Linked DNA regions of Sus scrofa: region 2 is linked to region 1. Evidence: chromatin contacts called from public HiChIP or PLAC-seq data. All regions are on one chromosome and are shown on one strand. Each heading gives the region's core, a stretch centred on a gene start, on an enhancer-like site or on the middle of the called end of the contact. The rest is flanking DNA. Distances are from core to core; before and after follow the strand shown.

Evidence for each region. HiChIP or PLAC-seq counts read pairs in DNA pulled down with a chosen protein or histone mark.
Region 2: an H3K27ac HiChIP or PLAC-seq map of alveolar macrophages shows a contact between it and region 1. The contact joins two enhancer-like sites. A contact is called at or near these places in 2 of 5 promoter capture datasets (fetal liver and liver), 16 of 47 Hi-C or Micro-C datasets (alveolar macrophages, blood, embryonic fibroblasts and 7 more) and 2 of 2 datasets of contacts at active chromatin or transcription factors (alveolar macrophages and skeletal muscle).

The regions. Positions count from the first base shown.
Region 1 is chr14:104,051,882-104,058,388 of Sscrofa11.1, reverse strand. The region is part of intron 4 of IDE (insulin-degrading enzyme); the gene reads left to right. Among named protein-coding and RNA genes, the nearest start is that of IDE, 51 kb to the left of the region's middle. Within about 2 kb of position 1,323, at least 2 of the 83 cell types and tissues checked have an H3K27ac peak or open chromatin away from gene starts, as enhancers often do. A contact at or near this core is called in alveolar macrophages, where this site is marked.
Region 2 is chr14:104,091,607-104,097,611 of Sscrofa11.1, reverse strand. The region is part of intron 1 of IDE (insulin-degrading enzyme); the gene reads left to right. Among named protein-coding and RNA genes, the nearest start is that of IDE, 12 kb to the left of the region's middle. Within about 2 kb of position 2,446, at least 2 of the 83 cell types and tissues checked have an H3K27ac peak or open chromatin away from gene starts, as enhancers often do. A contact at or near this core is called in alveolar macrophages, where this site is marked.

The DNA of each region.
Region 1 (6,507 bases), core at 74-2,573:
ACAGGAATATTCAAGCAAATCAACATGAGAAAAAAATAACAGAGTTTAGAGAGGTGATGCACTAAGCTTGGATGCAACAGCAAAACCAGACAGGAAACCAGACATTGTATGCCCCTGATGCTGATGCTGCAAAAATAAGTGGTTTTTTTTTGGTAATTGATAATCTGATTATAAAATTAATAAGAAAGAGTAAAGGGCCAAGAATAGCTAAGATGATTTTGAAGAACAAAAAAGAAGGGACTACTTCTACCAGACACTACAACTTTAGTTGTTACAAGGAGTGGAATTTGTGCAAAGATACTTGAAGCTGAGAGTAGAACAGATTATAGGCCCTAGAAACATACCCACAAATGTAGGAAAACTTGACATAAGACAGAGGTACATTACATCTGAGTAAGGAAAGGATAGACCTTTTAATAACTGATGCAGGGGCAATTAGTTCATATAGAAATAAGTAAAATTAGATATCATCTCACACCATGCACAGAAATAAATTCCAGGTTGATTGGACCTAATTATGGAAATAAAGCTATGCAACTATGAAAATACATGAGAGGTTTTAAAGTCTTGAGATAGGAAATGGTTCTCAAGCACACATAGCATAAACCGTATCTTCTGGAGATAAAGATAAATTGACTTCATCAAAACTTAAAATTTCCGTTCAGTAGAAACACAAACACAAAAGACAAACCTATCCCCAGTGAAGATATTTGCAAAACATTTAGCTGATAAAAACTTCTATAAAGAAATAAGTAAAAGATTAAACAGCTCACTAGAGAAATAAGTGAAGGAGGGTTCCCTTTTCTCCACACCCTCTCCAGCATTTGAATCATTTACTTTGAAAGTCATTTTTGTAGATATTCTATGCTACATCTGTTTCTAAACACACATCTTCATTGACTCCCTGTATGATCCTCCTAGCCTCAGCCTTCAGCCAGGATCCCACTTCTCACTACCATAGGCTTCGGTGACCTTAAGCTTGGCCTCTGAAGTTCAGCAGGGCTGACTTTGAATCTTCGCTCTACCACTGACCAACTGAGAGACTCTGGGCCAGCTTCTTAACTTCCGTAAGCCTCAGTGTCCTCCCATATCGGGTTGGTGTGAGGGCTAAAGGAGGTTGTGCTTGTGAATAGTTAGCCAAGAGTCTGGTCATAATGGTGCTCAGCAAATGATAGTAGTCTTTGTAATAATGATATAATAGAGAATTGGTAGCTGTGGAGGAGGGGCAAAACTTTGATAAGGTCCTTGCCATGAAAGATGAGGAGGACAGGGCTGCTGGAAGAGCCCGTGGGTTTGATGAACTGACTGTAGGCAGTGTTACTAGAGAAATATTCTCTTGTTCCCTTTTTAAATGGAACCCCTGCATGATGTTCACATTCTCTTTCCCCCTCATTTATCCCTCACTTATTATGCCTTTGGTTTTAGTTCCATAATTCCTGATACATTGCCTTTTTTCCTGTTGCCTTTTTTCCTTTTTTGCCTCTTTGTGGAATAAAAGCAGAAGTTGTTGAATTTTTAAAAGTAGTTTGGAACAGGAAAGAGAAAACTTTGTTCTCGTTATTCTTTAGTGATCTGTTTTTCTAAACATAACCCCACAGACCCTGTGGGAGCGAATGGGTTTAGTCATTGGAGAAGGAAATAAAAGAAGGAAGTCAGGGTGTGGGTGAGGGAAAACAAAAAAAAAACAAAAAAAACAGGCACTCCTTGATGTATCAGTGGAATGAAAGGCAGAGTGGGAGGGCATATGGAAATAGAGGGTGGCGCTGTATCTAGATATGGTGACATTTTTCTTTATTGTTATGCAACATTTCTGCTTTCTAGCATTTAATCACAGGATTGTAGAAATCTGAATAGGTGTTATAAGTATGTTCAGGTTATCTTTCTTTCTCAGTTGACAAGTAATTTTTTTTTTTGTCTTTTTTTTTTGTCTTTTCTAGGGCCGCACCCACGGCATATGGAAGTTCCCATGCTAGAGGTCTAATCGGAGCTGTAGCCACCGATGTACACCAGAGCCACAGCAACACAGGATCTGAGCCTCGTCTGCGACCTACACCACAGCTCACAGCAACGCCGGATCCTTAACCCACTGAGCAAGGCCAGGGATCGAACCCCCAACCTCATGGTTCCTAGTCGGATTCATTAACCACTGAACCACGACAGGAACTCCTCAGTTGACAATTTTTTAAAGGTCCTATGCTTGTAAAGTGCATTAGAAAATGCAAAGAAAAAGTTCCCATCGTGACCCTGTGGTTAACGAACCCAGCTAGCATCCATGAGGAAGAAGGTTCGATCCCTGGCCTCACTCAGTGGGTTAAGGATCCAGTGTTGCCCTGAGCTGTGGTGTAGGTCACAGACTCGACTCGGATCCCATGTTGCTGTGGCTGTGACATATGCTGGCAACTGCAGCTCCAATTCTACCCCTAGCCTGGGAACCTCTATATGCTTCTGGTGCGGCCCTAAAAAGACAAAAAAAAAAAAAAAAAGCAAAGTGTTTTTGTATTCAGGGTGCTTCTGGTTTAGTTGGAGAGGCCAGGCAAACCCAGGATTTCACTGGAGTATAATCTCATATTTAATTTTCCAGGACCGTTATCTCTGTCTCTCTCTCTCTCTTTTTTTTTTTTTTTTTGTCTTTTCTAGGACTGCACCAGTGGCATCTGGAGGTTCCCAGGCTAGGGATCAATTGGATCTAAAGCCACAGCCACAGCAACTCAGGATCTGAGCTGCATCTGCCACCGACACCACAGCTTATGGCAACGCCGGAGACCAGGGGTCGAACCCGCAACCTCATGGTTCCTAGTCGGATTCATTAACCACTGAGCCATGACGGGAACTCCCCCCTTTATCTCTTCTTTTTCTTTGCCTCCTTACTAATTTTTACTGAGTTCTGTACTAAGCACTTTGCATGGATTACTTAATTCTCATCATATCCTCAGTAGGTACATGTTCTTATTATTTCTGTCTTATAGGTGAGTGAACTAAGACTTTAGGGGAGGTAATTAAATTGCTTAGGGTCACTCAGCTTTTGAATGCTGGAGCCATGAGCAGATGCTTTTAACCACTGTTCTATTCTGCCTGCTTCATTAATTTTTTTAAATGATTTTTATATTTTCCATTGTAGTCGGTTTACAGTGTTCTGTCAATTTCCACTGAACAGCAAAGTGATCCAGTCACACATATATATACACATTCTTTTTCTCACCTTATCCTCCATCATGTTCTATCAGAAGTAACTAGATATAGTCCCCTGTGCTCTACAGCAGGATCTTAATGCTTACCTACTCCAAATGCAATAGTTTGCATCTATTAACCCCAGACTCCCAGTCCCTTCCACTCCCTCCTCCAACCCCTTTGCAGCCACAAGTCTGTTCTCCAAGTCCATGAGTTTCTTTTCTGTGGAAAGGTTCATTTGTACCATATATTAGATTCCAGTATGAGAGTCTCTAGTTCCATCCATGTTGCTGCAAATGGCATTGTTTTGTTCTTTTTTTCGACAGAGTTGTATTCCATTGTGTCTATATACCACATCTTAATTCATTCATCTGTTGATGGACATTTAGGTTGCTTCCATGTCTTGGCTATTGTTAATTGTGCTACAATGAACATAAGGGTGCATGTATCTTTTTGAATGAAAATTTTGTCCTGATATATGCCCAGTAGTGGGATTGCTGGGTCATAAGGTGGTTCTATATTTAGTTTTCTGAGGTACCTCCATACTGTTTGTCATGTGGTTGTACCAATTTACATTCCCATCAACAGTGAAGAAGGGTTCCCTCTTCTCCACAGGCTCTCCATCGTTTGTTATTTGTTGACTTGTTAATGATGGCCATTCTGACTGTGTGTGATGATATGACCCTGTGTTCTTTGTGATAATGTTAGGGAAAAACCAAAACCATGACAAGAAGCACAGACCAAAGAGTGGGCCCAGTAGCTTTTGGAGAACATGAGTTAGAATAGTTTGGCTGTAACAAAGGACACTTTTGCATAGAAAAGTAGGGAAGAGTAGGAAAACAGATTAGAACCCCAAAAATATTGTGAAATATGAGCCAGAAGGTAGTTGCATAACTCCTGACCCTGGGATGATGATAGTGACACAAAAAATTAGACTGCAGTGAAAAATGAGTCATTTACTTTCTTCTCCCTTTCTTCCCTCCCTCCCTTTCTCTTTTTAAGTGAAGAATTTAAAACATATAGAAGTAGACAGAACACTATAATAAACCCTGTGTGTACATTACTTTCCCCTGGCCAGTCCTGTCTGATCCATTTTTCCAGTCACCCCCTTGTATTATTTTGAGGAGATCCCAGACATCCTGTTTCACATATATTTCAATGTATGTCTCTAAAGATAATGACTCTTTTTAAAAACATAGTAATGATACCATTGCCATTAATATCATCAAATATCCAGGTAGTAGTCAAATTTCTAGTCATCTCATAAAAGTCATACTTTTTAAAAAGTTTATTTGAATGGATCCATAAGAGTTTCAAATGTCAGTGATTGATTTGTCTTTTAAGATTTGAGTCTGTAGGTTTATTCTTCATCTCCTCCACTCCTTTACTTTGACCCCCTGGAAATTTATTTACTGAAAAATCAGATTGTTGTGTAAAACTTTTTTCTTTTCCTTTTTTTTGAGCCATGCCCACAGCACGTGTAAGTTCCCTGGTCGGGGATTGAACCTGCACCACAGTAGTGACCCTGGCCACAGCAGTGACAACACTGAATCACAAGGGAGCTGCACCACAAGGGAGCTCCTGTGTAGAACTTTTCCTAGCTTAGCTTTTGCTGATTGCATTCTCAACAGTGTAGTTTAACATTCTTATCTTCTGTATTGCCACAAATTGGCAATTGAATATGGGCTTTGATCAGATTCTTTATCTATTTTTGGACAAGGCTTCATAGGTAGTGATGTATTCTGGCATCAGGGGCGTATAAGGTCTGGTTTCCTGTTTTTGATATCGCATCCATCCTTAGTGCATCACCTCTCGGTTATTTTTTCTCATGTTGATTTGCTTGAATACTCCTGTTTAAAAAAAAAAAAAAATCCCCTTTTCTACTGTTTGGCTACCCAGTGCGGCAGTTACTATAGAAAAGGCAAGACAAATGTTTGATTTATTCACTTTATTAACCAGTTTTCACAATACTGAGTTGGTTCCCTAGCATCCTTTTTTTTTTTTTTTTTTTTTCAAGGATCGCACCAGCAGTATATGGAAGTTCTCAGGCTAGCTGGGGGTATAATCGGAACTACCACTGCCTACCACAGCCACAGCAACGCAGGGTCCAAGCCACATCTGCAAGCTACAGCACAGCTCACGGCAATGCCAGATCCTTAACCTACTGAGTGAGGCCAGAGATCCAACCTGCCTCCTAGGGCCGCACCTGAGCCATATGGAGGTTCCCAGGCTAGAGGTCAAATCTGAGCTGTAGCACTGGCCTACACCACGGCCACAGCAACACCAGATCTGAGCTGTGTCTGCAACCTATGCCACAGCTCATGGCGATGCCGGATCCTTAACCCACTTAGCAAGGCCAGGGATCGAACCTTCGTCCTCATGGATACTAGTCAGATTCTTTTCCACTGAGCCAGGACGGGAACTCCCTCTTCCAAGATCTTGAGAAGATTGCTGTAAGAAGAGGAAAAAGCTTTAAAAAAAGGTTATACTAATCCCAAGTTAACTAACTGTAGATATATTAGCAGAATCTTGAGTTTTTAGAGAGCAGTTAAGGTTTTCATGATTGTAACTATCAAATTGACTTTTCTCTGAGATCCTTATCAGACATTCAGTTGGAGACACGTCTAATTTTTAAAACATATCTAAAATTTCAAATTCAGTCCTTTCCATAGATTGTAAGAAACATTTGTCTGGCTTTAGACTTTTCCAGGAAAATCTGTTTACTTAAAAATCAGCATTCATATACGTTAGTACTGAAATTGTAAGCTTTTTTAGAAAATAGAATTTATAGTTCTTATAATGGAAGCATAAAATAAAATTTACTGAGCTTTACCATTTACAAAACCCTCTTAATATCCACTGTTGATTCTTGTAAACTTACAACAACCTAAGTTCCTGTTAAGTAATTATTTTCTGACAGATGCTATGCTGAGACTTAAGAGAGATTATTCATTTAATCCTCATAGCAATCCTGTGAAGTTGGTTCTCTTATCATTCTTATTTACAAATTAGGAAACTGGGGCTTAGAGAGCTGAAGAAACTTGTCTGTGTCTTATAGCTAGGAACCAAGGGGCCGGGGATTGAGCTCTTGCTGTTAACAACAGGGCACGTATCTGGATTACACCCATTTTATAGATAAAATAAATGACCCCTTGGGAATATCTCTAGTCTTTTCCAAGGTTTCTTGGTTAGTACATGATGGAGCCAGGACGAGAAACCCTGAATCTCCTACTGCGAAGCCAGTGCTCTCTTCTGGAAAGCCCAGAGTGAGAGGGCCCCAGTGGGTGGGCAACCCTGACATGCTCAGGCCTCTGTCAGAGCTCACTCCTATGGCGATAG
Region 2 (6,005 bases), core at 1,197-3,696, 38 kb before region 1:
TCTCAAGTTCAGGTTATGATATAAAAAAAGAATGTGTATATATGTATGACTGAGTTACTTTGCAATACAGCAGAAATTGGCACATTGCAAATCAATTGTATTTTATTTAATTTTTATTCATTTATTTTTTTGGTCTTTTTGTCTTTTTAGGACCTCACCTGAGACACATGGAGGTTCCCAGGCTAGGGGTCTAATTGGAGCTGTAGCTTCTGGCCTATGCCACAGCCACAGCAATGCGGGATCCAAGCTGTGTCTGCCACCTACACCATTGCTCATGGCAACGCAGGATCCTTAACCCACTGAGCAAGGCCAGGGATCGAACCTGCAACCTCATGGTTCCTAGTCGTATTGATTCTGCTGCACCACCACGGGAACTCCCTGAACAATTTATTTTGAAATTTATTTTAATATTTCCGGATAATATGCTATACTGTTATTCCTTGATTTCTCTCTTTCTTTTTTTTTGCTTTTTAGGGCTGCACCTGCAGCATATGCAAGTTCCCAGGCTAAGGGTCTAATTGGAGCTACAGCTGCTGGCCTACACCACAGCCATAGCAATATAAGTTCCAAGCCGCATTTGCAGCCTACACTGCAGCTCGAGGCAATGCCGGATCCTCAATCCACTGAGACCAGGGATCAAACCTGCATTCTCATGGATACTAGATGGGTTGGTAAGCCATGGAGACACGACAGAAACTCCTCTTTTCCCTTGCTTGTCTTAGTGGGTTAAGGATGTGGTGTTGCCATAAGCTGTGGCATAGCTCACAGATGTGGCTCAGATCCAGTGTTGCAGTTTTGCTGTGGCTGTGGTGTAGGCCTGCAGCTACAGGTCCAATTTGACCCCTAGCCATGGACCTTCCATATGCCACAGGTGCAGCTATTAAAAAAAAAAAAAAAAAGATCTTCTATTTCCTAAACAGGTGTAGATCTGAGTTTTAGTATGATCAACACATTTGTAGAATAAATCTGCAAAATTGTGAGAGATATATGAATGACTTCTGTTCCTCCATCCAGCTCTAGAATTGTAGGATCTTTTTTTTTTTTTTTTGTCTTTTTAGGACCGCACCCATGGCATATGGAGGTTCCCAGGCTAGAGGTCTAATTGGAACTACAGTTGCTGGCCACAGCCATGCCAGATCTGAGCCGAGTCTGCGACCCACACCACAGCTTACGGCAATGCTGGATCCTTACTTAATCCACTGAGTGAGGCCAGGGATTGAACCTGCAACCTCATGGTTCCTAGTCGTGTTGTTTCTGCTGTGCCACCACGGGCACTCCTATAATTGTATGATTCTAAGTAGGAAAGAATTAAATGATTTTACAGATTAACACATGGTTAAATCAACAAACTTTTGAAGAGATCCTTTGCAGAACTTAGATTAAAAAAGACACAACTTTTCTTCTTTTCCCTCCTTCCTTCCTTTTGATTGTTCATTGCAGATTTCAATTTATTTGTTTTCTTGCAGTTTTAATGAGATATAATTGACATACAGCAGGGTATAAGTCCTAGGTATACAGCATATTGATTTGACTGACAAACATCATGAAGTGATTACTACAGTAAATTTGCAGAACATCCATCATCTCATATAGATACACAACTAAAGAAATAGAAAAAAAATTTTTTTCCTTGTGATGAAAACTCTTAGGATTTACTCTCAATGACTTTCATATATAACATAGAACAGTGTTAACTATATCATGTTGTACATTACACTCCTAGTACTTATTTATCCCATAACTGGAAGTTTGTAAGTTTGTACCTTTGACTGCCTTCATCCAGTTCTCCCTTCCCACATCCCTCTTCTTCTGGTAACCACAACTCTGATCTCTCTTTCTCTTTTTTTGGGGGGTGAGTGGGGTGAGGAGTGCTACACCAACAACATATGAAAACTCGCAGGCTAGGGGTCAAATTGTAGTTGCTGGCCTACACCATGGCCGCATCAACTTGTGATTAGAGCTGTGTCTGCAACCTACACCATAGCTCAAGGCAACACTGGGTCCTTAACCCACTGAGTGAGGCCAGGGATTGAACCCACATCCTCGTGGATACTAGATGGATTTGTTACCACTGAGCCACAATGGCAACTCCCTGATCTCTCTTTTTTTTAAAATCATGCTAAAATTTATTGTATTTTTGTTTTTCAATGGCCATACCCATGGCATGTGGAAATTCCTGGGCCAGGGATTGAACTTGAGCCACAGCTGCAGCAATACCCGATCCTTTTAACCCACTGCACAGGGCCTGGATGGAACCCATGTCTCCCCGGCAACCCAAGCTGCTGCATTTGGATTCTTAACCCACTGCACTACAGCAGGAGCTCCTCTGATCTCTTTTTCTGTGTTTTTTTATTTGTTTTTGAAGTATAATTGACTTACAACACTATGTTAGTTCCTGTTACACAACATAGCAATTTGATATTTCTGTATGTTTCAAAATGATCACCATGGTAAGTCTGGTTATCATCTCATCATACAAAGATATTACATAATTGTTGAATCCCTGTACTATATATTTCATACCCATGACTCATTTATTTTGCAACTCATTTATTTTGAACCTCTTCATCTCCCTCACCTATTTCTTTCTTCCCCTCAGTCCTTTCCCCAATGGCAGCCACATGTTTATTCTCTGTATCTATGATTTTTTTTTAAATTTTAATTTAATTTTTTTTTGTCTCTTTAGGGCCACATCCATAGCATATGGAGGTTCCCAGGCTAGGGGTCAAATCAGAGCTGTAGCCGCTGGCCTACACCACAGCCACAGCAACAAGGGATCCGAGCTGCGTCTGCGACCTGCACCACAGCTCACAGCAACACTGGATCCTTAACCCACTGAGTAGGCCAGGGATCGAACCTGCATCCTCGTGGATAACTAGTCAGATTCGTTTCCCCTGAGCCACGATGGGAACTCCCTGTGATTCTGTTTTTAACATAACACCCTATAGGTCCATCTATGTTGTTGCAAATGACAAAATTTTATTCTTTTTTATGTTTGAGCAGTATTCCATTGTGTGATTTTATGTATATATAATATATGACATATTCTTTATTCATCTATTAAAGTGCACTTAGGTTACTTCCATAACTTGACTAGTGTAAATCATGCTGCAGTGAAATGATAAATCTGATAGAGTTATACAGAGAACTCATACAACTCAGCATGTTCTTGTCACCGCTGACAGCATGATCTTTCTGAAATCCAAGTCCCAGATCTTGGCTTCGGAATATTGAATACCTTGCAGTTGATCCCTGTTTTGCTCAGACTTAAAGCCCTTATAATGGTCAGGGAGGCTCTTTGGGCTCTGGCCTTTCCTTACCTCTCTCTCTGATCTTGTTTCCAAAATACTCTCTTCTATCCAGTCCCACTGGTCTCCTTGCTTGACTCGGTATTGCTCAGATTATTTGCAGTGTTTGCTCTCTGTTCAGATGCTCCTCTACAGGGGGGCTTCACAGAAAATACAGTATTTGAACAAATTTTTTTTTTTTTTTTTTTTTTTTGTCTTTTTGCCTTTTTCTGGGGCTGCTCCTATGGCACATGGAGATTCCCAGGCTAGGGGTCTAATCGGAGCTGTAACCACCGGCCTACACCAGAGCCATAGCAATGCAGGATCCGAGCCACATCTGCAACCTACACCACAGCTCATGGCCACACCGGATCCTTAACCCACTGAGCAATGCCAGGGATCGAACCCACAACCTCATAGTTCCTAGTCGGATTCGTTAACCACTGCGCCACGACGGGAACTCCTGAGCAAATGTTTTCGAAGGAAATGTAAAATTTGGATGAACAGAGAAGGGGAAGAGAGAGTATTTCAGATGGAAGTAATGGTAATAGCAAAGGCTCAGAAGCAGGGCAATTCAGACTATAATCAAGAAGAAGTGAGATTTTATCCTGAAGAAGTCGAGAGCCTCAGATACCTTTTGAGTAGCAGAATGACATACGTAAGTTGTGTTTTTGGATGACTAATCTGCTTTTTGAAATACAGTTGAAATGCAGGCAGAGATTGACAAAGAATCAAGGAGAGTGTCTGCAGAAGTCAGGTAGAAAGAAGATTTTTCAGGAGTTCTCGTCGTGACACAGTGGTTAACGAATCCGACTAGGAACCATGAGGTCGCGGGTTTGATTCCTGGCCTTGCTCAGTGGGTTAAGGATCCAGTGTCGCCATGAGCTGTGGTGTAGGTTGCAGATACGGTTCGGATCCCGCGTTGCTGTGGCTCTGGCGTAGGCTGGCGGCTACAGCTCCGATTGGATCCCTAGCCTGGGAACCTCCATATGCCACAGGAGTGGCCCAAGAAAAGGCAAAAAAAAAAAAAAAAAAAAAAGATTTTTCAGTTTTGCTTGGGTATTGGGGTGGGGGGCAGATGGAGGAATCCAGGAGATCTTGTCAGAATTAATGATTATAAAGGTGAGAGTTTTTTCCGAACTTTTAATCTGTTCCATTAATATGTAAGTCTGACTTTATCCAGACCACACTATTTGATTACTGAATGCAGGTTACCCAGCTTTGGGAGAAATATCACTAAATCAATGTTATCTATATTTTCATTATCCTATCAGTTGGCACTCAGTTTTGATTTGTCCTTTATTGGTTATAATTACTTTGATTACTTTAAGGTAGTTCGTCTCAGGCTTTTCCACTGTAAAGATACTCTTTTTTCTTTGTTGTAAGCATCTTCAGGGGGATACTTTAAAACTACATAAATATAATGTTCCTCCTCAAACTTTTAACTTATTTATATCAGTTGGACTTAGGATATACTGTTTTATTTAAACAATTTTAATCTGTTACTATCATTATTTAATCTTAAGCTCAAGTTGTCTCGGACGGGCTGTCCCTCTTAAGCTGGCTCCTGTATCCATTTAACACCCATCCTCCTTTTTTTTTTTTTTTTTTTTTTTTTTTTGTCTTTTTAGCTATTTCTTGGGCCGCTCCCTCGGCATATGGAGGTTCCCAGGCTAGGGGTTGAATCGGAGCTGCAGCCACCGGCCTACGCCAGAGCCACAGCAACGCGGGATCCGAGCCGCGTCTGCAACCTACACCACAGCTCACGGCAACGCCGGATCGTTAACCCACTGAGCAAGGGCAGGGACCGAACCCGAAACCTCATGGTTCCTAGCTGGATTCGTTAACCACTGTGCCACGACAGGAACTCCCCATCCTCCTTTTAGTATTTTCTTATTTTTTGGTACAGCAAGATGTTCCAGGCTCATCCTCTCATTGCCCTGATCCAGTCCTGGAATCAACCATGTCTCCAAGGAACCCTAGTGGAGATTAAAATTTAGAAACCAGGAGTTCCCATTGTGGCTCAGTGGTAATGAACCTAACTAGTATCCATGAGGATGTGCATTCAATCCCTGGCCTCACTCAGTGGGTTAAGGATCTGGCATTGCCGTGAGCGGTGGTGTAGGTCACAGACATGGCTGGGATCTGGTGTTGCTGTGGCTGTGGCACAGGCCAGGAGCTGCAGCTCCGATTCAACCCCTAGCCACAGGTGCAACCCAAAAAAGCCAAAAAAAAATTTAGAAACCAAGTTTTAGATACTTAATGTAACTCATTGCTATTTGGGGAGAAAGAGGAGGATAGCTACTTCTAGGCCCTCTTACTAGACAGAGCTAGAAATATATGTATGTAAATAGGTATTTATTATAGATAGGGGTACATAGATATACGTATGCTATACAGAGACACATGTTAACATCTATATTTATTTCCAATCTGCCTATAGTTATATATTGAAAACCATGAATCACACAGATAACCTCCATTTCCAGTCAGGAACTACAAGGTACATTTTAGCTTTTTTCCTTTCCATGTTTATAATTCTTTGCTTGATAGTGAGGACCCTGGTTCTTACTATCCTTGATAAATATACTTATTTAATCCATCCCCCTTAATGTAACTAACATCTCATCATTGCTGTCCCCTCTCCCCCTGCTCCCCGCCCCCAGGCCCTTTGAGGTGCTTCCTGGGTACCACTACTCCGTGTTGGCTGTCCCAGGA